Linked DNA regions of Pan troglodytes: region 1 is linked to region 2. The links are chromatin contacts, called in public HiChIP or PLAC-seq maps. All regions are on one chromosome and are shown on one strand. Each heading gives the region's core, a stretch centred on a gene start, on an enhancer-like site or on the middle of the called end of the contact. The rest is flanking DNA. Distances are from core to core; before and after follow the strand shown. Region 1 holds the start of CD59 (CD59 molecule). Region 2 holds the start of KIAA1549L (KIAA1549 like).

Evidence for each region. HiChIP or PLAC-seq counts read pairs in DNA pulled down with a chosen protein or histone mark.
Region 1: an H3K4me3 HiChIP or PLAC-seq map of stem cell-derived excitatory neurons shows a contact between it and region 2, with 4 times the contacts expected there. The contact joins the promoter of CD59 here to the promoter of KIAA1549L in region 2. A contact is called at or near these places in 2 of 7 Hi-C or Micro-C datasets (blood and stem cell-derived neural progenitor cells) and 1 of 1 datasets of contacts at active chromatin or transcription factors (stem cell-derived excitatory neurons).

What each region holds. Positions count from the first base shown.
Region 1 is chr9:37,741,936-37,746,116 of NHGRI_mPanTro3-v2.0_pri, forward strand. CD59 (CD59 molecule) reads right to left here and starts at 2,519. Exons shown (of 4, transcript NM_001280485.1): 1 at 2,478-2,519.
Region 2 is chr9:37,380,674-37,385,461 of NHGRI_mPanTro3-v2.0_pri, forward strand. It overlaps KIAA1549L (KIAA1549 like), which reads left to right and starts at 2,594. Exons shown (of 21, transcript XM_054661274.2): 1 at 2,594-2,908. The coding sequence starts at 2,671.

The sequences.
Region 1 (4,181 bases), core at 1,269-3,768, 360 kb after region 2:
TAGAAGTGTCCTCAAAATAAAACCCAATGTTTTTATTTTATAGGAAATTAGTGGAGGCCCAGTGGGATGAAATTACCTGTCCCAAGGCAACATGTTAGTCGCAAAACCACCCTGGATGGATCTTGTTTCTATTCGCCAGGGGCTGGCAACTCACAAGATACCTAGTGTCAGCAATGTCAGAGAACTAGAGCTTTTGAACTCCAGGTCTGCGTGTCACCTTGGAGACATACACAATACCTGCTCTAGCCATGCCTGTTGAAGCGCCCAGACAAATATCCATCACTCAGTTCACGGAACAAATTACATCAGCAGGAAGAGACAAAGAGAAAACAACCATCATAACGGAAAAGGCTTTCCAATCCAGCCAAGGTTCTCATGCCAGGAATAACCACTCCAAAACTCTTTGTGTGATATATATATAAATTCTAGGGTACATGTGCAGGATGTGCAGATTTGTTTCATAGGTAAACGTGTACCATGGTGGTTTGCTGCACATATCAACCCATCACCTAGGTATTAAGCCCAGCATGCATTAGCTGTTTTTCCTAATGCTCTATCCCCACCCACCCCACCTGCCGACAGGCGCCAGTGTGTGTTGTTCCCCTCCCTGTGTCCAAGTGTTCTCATTGGTCAGCTCCCACTTATTAGGCCAGAACTCTTTGGACCAAACAAATCTGCAGCTTCCCCTACAACGGCCTTTCCTGCAGTTTGTTCCGGAATGCCAATCCCTAACTCTCCAAAGAGTCCTATCTCTGCACTCACGGCCCCTCCCGTGTTAAGTACACATGCAAAACCAAGGTTTAGTGAATATGTTTCCTAAGATATAGGACATAAGTAAAAAGAAGTCTTTGCCTTTAGAAAGCCTCAAGCACTTCTGGGCTTGGTAATGTCTGTGGCGGTTTGGCTGAGGTTCTTAAAGAGGTGGCCCAGAATTTTCCATGCTCTACTTTTCAAGAGCTTCTACCAGCAGCTGTCAAAGATGAATGCCATTAGGCACCCCACTCTCTCACCCTAAGATCCATTTTATTTAGGCTTTTATCTCCTAAGCCACTCAGCTAATGGGATGTTTTTCTTAGAGCTAAGTTCAGCAAACAGTTTCTAGTTTCCACTGTGAAAATACAGAGGCCACAAGTTTTAGGACTGTTTGGCTTGTAGGGGAGGCAGCCTCCCTTTCTGCCTCTCCTTCATAAACTGCCACGTAAATAGCCACATTTTGGCAAACGTTGCCATCTCCCTCAACATTCGGGGCTCTGTGCCTTCTTCAGGGAACTGGGAGTAAACCGCCAGGAGTGGAGAACTTGAACAACTGCTCAGGGATCGCAGGGTACCTGAAATAATCAGCAGCCGCCGCGTTTGTGCTGAGCGCTTTCCGTCAATCATCTCAACCACCCTGTGAAGTGAAGCCTATTGTTTTACCCATCAAGTGCTGTTAAATACTTCCAGAAATGACCAGTGAAGAGCCTGGGTATCACTAAACGGCCATAAAAGGCACACTGCCTAATGTTGGTTTTTTTGTTTGTTTGTTCTTTGTGGGGTTTGTTCGTTTTTGAGGCGGAGTCTCGCTCTTAATTGCCCAGGCAGTAGGGCAATGGCGCGATCTCGGCTCACCGCTACCTCAGCCTCCCGGGTTAATGTTGTTTTTTGAAAAGTCAGCAGTCAGACTCTAAGAAGCGTGCGGCCCGAGCCGACCCAAGAAAACAAAACATCACGTTGTACTTAAAACGTCCGTTTCGGCCGGGCGCGGTGGCTCACACCTGTAATCCCAGCACTTTGGGAGGCGGAGGCGGGCGGATCACGAGGTCAGGAATTCAAGATCGGCCTGACCAACACGGGAAAACCCCGTTTCTACTAAAAATACAAAATTTAGACGGGCATGGTGGCGCATGCCTGTAATCCCAGCTACTCAGGAGGCTGTGGCAGGAGAATCGCTTGAACCCGGTACACGGAGGTTGCGGTGAACCCAGATCGCGCCACTGCACTCCAGCCTGGGCAACAGCGAAACTCCATCTCAAAAAAAAAAAAAGTCTGTTTCGCCCGACACCTGCTTTTCAAAATTACACATTTAGACCGCGAGGGGAGAGAGGAACCGCGGTGACCACGGAGGGCTGGCCTTTCCCCCGGCGCACTTTCTCTGAACCGCTAGAGCTTCCCTTGAGAGGAAAGCGATGGCAGGGGCCCGGGTGCGAGGCTGCCCCCGAGGGAATGGGGGGCGCGACGGGGGTAACGGGGCTGCTTCTGGGAGAGGGCGCGCTCCCCGTTTCTCCTTCCTCGTAGATAAAATGAAGCCAGCGTTCGGCTAGGACACCGGGCAGCGGTGACGGGTTGGAAGGGCCAGGCCTCGGGAGGCTCGCCCGGCAGGGGTCGAGTGGAAAGCGAGGACGGGGGTAGCCCCCACAGACCCTCCGCCCGGGCCCAGACTGCCGCCGCCACCTCGGCTCGGCTCACCCAAACCCCAGCAGGCCTTCGGGCCTTCTTACCTGGCGGCGCCCTGGATCCTCTTCCAGCCTCGAGCCGCTTCTGCGCTCAGCCCCCGCAGTCTTTCGCTCCAGCCCGCAAGGCTCCGCCCCCGGCCCCGCCCCTCAGGATGCCCTTGCCGTCCCAGGCTCCGGGCTCCCGCACCGCGCAGCCGCGCCTCGGCAGGACCCTCCTCCTCTCCCTCCACCCCCGCGCGGAGCTCAGCCTCCTGGCCCAGGTTCTGAGAAGGCCGGGTGGCCAGGACCCAATGAGCACCTTCAAAACCCCAGGGAACTGAAAGTTTGGGGCGTCCTCCTCGGATTTGCTATGGGACATAAAAACAGTAGGAAACTTCCAAAGACTTCTGATTTTCCCTTTTACGTTTTTTTAAGTATATTAAAATGTTTTCCAAAACGTTTCTGTGCGTCTTGCTGGTGCCCTGGGTGCCCCAGGGCCTGGCTATCGGCCTATGCGGCCCTGCTGTAGTCTGAAGCTGCTTCCTACTGCGAGGCTTGGGCAGCATCCAAATAGCCATCAGCCACAGCCGCATCCGTATCCGTGCCTTGTGACTTGTTTGAGACCCAAACAAAATGTTATGCGTTTAAAAGCTTACTGGGCTGCTCGGGGACCAGTGTTTTGAATGAACCTCTTCGAGTGTCTCTATCAACTTAGCTGGTAGCTACTGTTCCCCAGCAGCCACCAGAGGCAGGGACAGAAGAGCAAGAGCAGGGGATCCGCCTGCATGAGTCTGTCCCTTCAGGGTGGCCTCGCCCTCAGGGACTGGATTGTAGGCATGGTTTCAATAACACAGCGGTGTGAAAGTTTAAGAGTTTTTAGTACTTACGGACCCTGGGTGGTACACAGCTTGCCTAGAGGACACACACACACACACACACACACACACACACACACACACGGAGATCAGGGAGCACAGGGAGAAGGAAGGGAGGGACGGACCTTTGGGCCAGCAACTTTATCCAGTTAAGTTTCCTCTGGAGAGCTCTAACTGGTGGATTTAAAGCAAGCAGGTGAAAAGGCAGAGGTGGGAGGAACTTGAACCAGAGTTTGAAGCTGCAGTAGTGCCCTGTTATCACATCACTGCATGTTTATCTCTGGCCACCAGCTAGAGCCATTTGCGTGGGGTGTAGTACTGGAAACTGTCAATGGTGACTGAGACTTGCTTCTGTTATTAAAAGTTAAACATATTCGAAAATGGATGCTGAGGTAACAAAAAATTATAAGCACTCACCAGAACCGCAACCACCATTTGGAACATTAGTTTTATGTGCAGATGTAATTAGAAGTTTCCATTTGCTATTATATTTGGAAAGTGTCCCACTCACTGCAGAACTGACTGTAAGAACGCTATAGGAGGGAGGGTGGGGCTACAGGCCAAAAGTACAAGTCTTCCTCCAAGAGGATGGCCTCTGTTAGAAAGCATGAGACACACTTTGAGGGTCAGGGTGAGAAGATATTACATCTCAGGGCTGCTTGTGTTGAACTGGTCAGGGAAGAAGGCATGAGATAAAATTTAAGCCGGGGGAATCATAGATTACTGAATGTCTTGCAGGGAAAATCATATAGTAACTGTCTTGACGCTTTTTTTTTTTTAATTATACTTTAAGTTTTAGGGTACATGTGCACATTGTGCAGGTTAGTTACATATGTATACATGTGCCATGCTGGTGCGCTGCACCACTAACTCGTCATCTAGCATTAGGTATATC
Region 2 (4,788 bases), core at 1,344-3,843:
CTTAACTCAGAGCCTGATACAGGATTGGTGCTCCTGAGAGTGACTTATCTTCCCCTCTCCCTCTCCTTCAGATGTGTCCAAGGCCTTTCACAACTTGGCCTCAGCATAAGAGTTCTGGGTCTCAAACAGGCAGGCCCACTGCTCCAAGACCAATCTTCCTGCCTCCTTCCCTGCCTCTGCTCCGCCCACTTCTCTCTCCAGGGGCTCCCTTTTCTGCAACACCTAAGTGAGTCTATACCCTGCCCTTGTTTCAGTTCTTCTTTGCCTGACATCCTCATTCCCCATCGCCTTGTCCGTGGGATCACCACCGGCTGCAGGGCCGTTCATCTTGTGATGCTGCCTGAACCATGACCATGGGCTGGCTTTCTCACAGTGTCTCCAACTAATTTAGTGAATTGCTTTATCTCTTCAACTAGACTGCATCTTTCCCTTCCTCCCTCCCTCCCTCTCTCTCTCCCTCTCTCTCTTTCTTTCGAAGGAGTCTCCCTCTGTTGCCCAGGCTGGAGTGCAGTGGTGCAATCTTGGCTCACTGCAACCTCTGCCTTCCGGGTTGAAGCAATTCTCCTGCCTCAGCCTCCCAAGTAGCTGGGATTACAGGCATGCACCACCACACCTGGCAAATTTTTGTATTTTTAGTAGAGACAGGGTTTCACCATGTTGGCCAGGCTGGTCTCAAACTCCTGACCTCAGGTGATTCGCCTGCCTCGGCCTCCCAAAGTGCTGGGATTACAGGCGTGAGCCACAGTGCCAGGCCAGACTGCAAGTTTCTTAACACAACCCAAAACAGCCCAACTAGTTTAATTAAAGAACAAAATTAAATCATAACCCCCAACAAGGCATTACTATATTTCAACAAATCTTAGACATATTATAAGAACACACCTGACTTCTGAAAAGTTAACATGTGAAAAGTATGTGTCTTAGATGAAATGTGGTGTTATTTCTATCCTGCAGATGCTCAATAACTAGAACCTAACACTTTTCCAGATCCCCTGGTTAAGTTGCTGTGCCCTAACACACCAGGCACGCTCTGCCCCGGGATGTTAGCCTTTTTGGTTCCCTGTATCTGGAATGCTCTTCGCGCATGGCTTGTTCTCACCTCCTTCAGATCTTGGCTCAAACGTCACCTTCTCAGCGAGGCCTTTCTTCACAATGTTTAACATTTGCAACACCCCCTCCCCACGTTTCATTCTTTTACACTGATTTTTCTTTACGGCATTTACCAGTCTAATATTCTATTACTTATTTGTTTATTGCGGGTGAACCCCCACTAGGGCAGGGATTTTGTTTATGGCTGTTGTCATTGGCACATCGCAGGCAGTCAATAAGGATTGTTGAGTGAATAGCGTCTGAGCTTTACCGGGTCAAGGACGTGTGTGTTTCCCCGCTGCTTGTATCCTCAGTGCCTAACACAGATGCTGGCAAACAGCGGGCCCGTAATAGATACTCAGTGACTGGGGATGGATGAGGCGCCTATGAGCCAGGTCACTTGCTAAGGCCATCAAGGCTATCAAGGGCGAAGAGCAGGGGACCAACTCAGGTGACGCCTGGGCCTTTTGTCCCTCTGAGCAGGAGCTGCCTGACTCTCCTGTTTGGGGGAACAGACTTTTTTGGAAAAACTTCCCCCAGTCTTCCCAGTGCGCAGTGTAATGCTTTGCACGTAGTGTGGCTGCAACAAATATTTATAATGTGTTTTAATCCAGCGTGTTATTGCAACTAGCCCACAGCCGCTTGAGCTCCTCAGGGGTAAACTGGCATGCAGGTGTCCGTTGGCCCCTCGGAGAAGTAGTGAACAAACAGCACAAAGCGCGCCCGCCCTTCTACAAAGAGCTTTCCCAAAATCCAGGCGGAAGAGCTTTCCTGCCGCTTGGGCACGTTGACCATGACCCCCCTCCCCGGCCAGACGACCTCTCTCCCGCCAACCTTCCCTTCTCTAGAGGGGGGACAGGAGGGGAGGGAAGCCCTCCCTTTAAGGACCTCAGCTGCGCGGGAGCCGCCGGGAGGGGTCCCCCTCCTGGGTCTCGAGCCCGGCCGGGCGCGCGGGAGCGGGGAGCGCGCGGTGGCTCCGCGCGGGGCTGCGCGCGCGCGCCGGCCTCGCCTCCTCGCCCGATCCGGAGGCTACGTGCTTTCTTTGTCAATGAGGCGCCGCTCTGAGCTGCGGTAGCACTCGCGGCCCGGGAACCCGAGCCGGAGCCGGGGCTGGAACCCGAAGCCCAGCGAGGAGCGAGGAGCCAGGACAGCGGGGCGCCGAGGCTGCAGCGGCGGCGGGAGGGAGGGACCCGAGCGCGCCCCGCGGCCGCCACCCCCGTTCCCGGCAGCCTCGCCCCCTAGTTCTGCAGGAGCCGGCCCGGGGGAGCGGGCCCCGGGCGGCGCCCGTCCCACCCTCGCCACCCCAATCGCGCCGGCGCGCGGCGACAGGCACCGTGGGAACCCCGGCCCGCGCCCGCCGCGGCTCCATGCGGGCCCGGCCCCTGCGCGGGTGAAGCCGCGGCTCCCTGGAGCCCGCCCCGGGCGCGGCAGGACGAGCGAGCCAGTCGCGCCGCTCGGCGCCCCCTCCCTCTGGCGCCCGGGCCGTGGCCGGCGATGCCCGGTGAGGACCGGGGCGCCGAGGGCTGGGCTCCCTGGCGCGGTGCAGAGCGAGGCAGCGGCCTGGATGTGTGAAGCGTCCCCATGGCTCCGCAGGAGGCCAAGCCTCAGGGCTCAAGGGAAGCTGGGCCCGCGACGCGGGGGCGCGGGGGCCGGCCCGTGGCGCGTGGGCTTGGTCGGGCTGGCTGGGGAGCCGCGCGCTGCACGGGCGTGAGGGGCCCCGGGGCCGGCGCGTCCCACGATGCGCCCCCGCGGCCACCGACGCTGCTGCTGGGACTCCTGCTGCTGGCGGCCCTCCTGGAGCACGGCCAGGCCGACCCGGGTAAGCGCTCGGCGGCGGGGCGTCCGCGGAGGTTTCTGGAGGAGCGGGGCGGCGGGACGGGACCCATACCTGCCCAGGTGGCGGTGGAGAGGTATTGGCAACACCGGCTCTGGGATTCTCTCCGCCCTTTACTGCTGCAACAGCAGGCGAACTGTCAGAAATCTGTCTTTCGGGAAGGCACTTTGGGCGGGGAAGAAAAAAAAAGGTGCAATCGCCTCTTCTTTTTGGACAAGTTGTAGAACCTTCCTAGTGGTCCCGCAGGCACGCTTTATTTAGAGAAAGATGTGTGTTTAGGACACCTTAAACGGGAAATGTATCATTAGAACACGTTTCAGGGTGGCAAAGTCCCTGGTATTTTGGGCTCTCTGTTGAGTGTCCACTTTGTCTTAGCTGCATGAAATGGCTAGAGAGTTTTAGGCAATCCGCGTGTCGGCTTCCCAAATATCAACACAGTTTCTCCTGTGTTGATAGCGGAACCCTTTTCTTTTGGGAAGGAGGTCTCTCCAATAATTGCTTGCACCTTGCAAAGGGATGCAGGCGCTCATTAAGTATATAATCCACTGTTTGCAGGTTAGTTAAAAATAGTCATGCTTGGCTTGTAGACTTCCAGCAATCCCCAGGAAATAGATTTCTGTAATTCCTTGGACAATTTTGAGAAATCTGTTGTAAGTATTCTAGGTGGGGGTGGATTTTTCTGCTAAGTGTGCTTCAAAACTTAAGCTGTGCAGTAAGCAGTTGTCCTGGAAATAATAATGATTACTGCCTGCACTTGGAAAGGGCAGGCTTTTGTGTTTCTGACGAAATTCTGAGCTCTTGATACACTGCCTTATCAAGGAATATATTTCTCACTTCAGATAATGTGTTCCTGTAGTTTTGCATTTTTTAGCAAGGACTAATGACTTCTTCTTTCTCAGAGTACCCCCTCCCCCAAATTAGATTAAAATTCCTAATTGTAAAGGGGCTGACATTGTTTTAGATAAGAGAGTTTTAAGTTAAAAATATTTCTCGTCTTCAGCAGCTTAATTCAGAGCCCATTTTCCTTCGATTCACTTAAAGAGTCACGGACAGGTGGTGCTTGTGCTTGCGAGTTACTGTCAGATAATTTTCTATTGCGATTATAGTGGTTACAAAGTTCAGGAATCTTTGGATGTGTGCCTCAGACTTGAGAAAAACCTCTGACGAATTTTAGCCCCCGATTTTTATGCCTGTAGCAGTTTTTAGTGATGTGTATTTGGCATAATTGTTAAAAGATAAGGCCTGAGAAAGACCCACGTAAATACCTTGGTATTCATTGGCTCAGAAACATACATCCTGTTTTTGATTAAAGGATATCAAGTCCTTGGTCGTTTTTGTGAACTGCTTATGAGATGTTTGCTTTGGGATGATGTTCATTTGTTCAGCCATCTGTAATATGTGAAACTGGCTTTCATGTGTTGTTCCTGTTCAGCCTGATGTTGGGTGATTTCCTCGGATCAGTTTTGAATTTCTGATTTCCCTTCTGACCTTTGTACCTTGAGCCTTCTGAACCTCCCTGACTTTCCTTGGCTCCTCTTTCAGACCGCCAGAGCCTGACTTAGGGGACTTCTCATCCACATTGTTTGGGTTTAGCCCTGGTGTCCTCTTTCTTTTTCCTTTCAGTGTGGTGGTCATGGGGATACGGGGCTGGGAAAGATGCTTTGATTACAGTGATGGTAAAAATCATTAAAAGTTGATGTTCCTCCCCAGAGTCCTCTCCGTCTTTCTCCGTCTCATCCGAGCGACTCGTTGCTTCCTCTATGCTTTTTGGATGCACTTTCTGCTGTCCCCCTTTATGACCAGCTTCCCGTGGTCCAGCCCACCTGTGGATTCACAGTCCACCTCTGAGCTCCATGGTTTTCTGT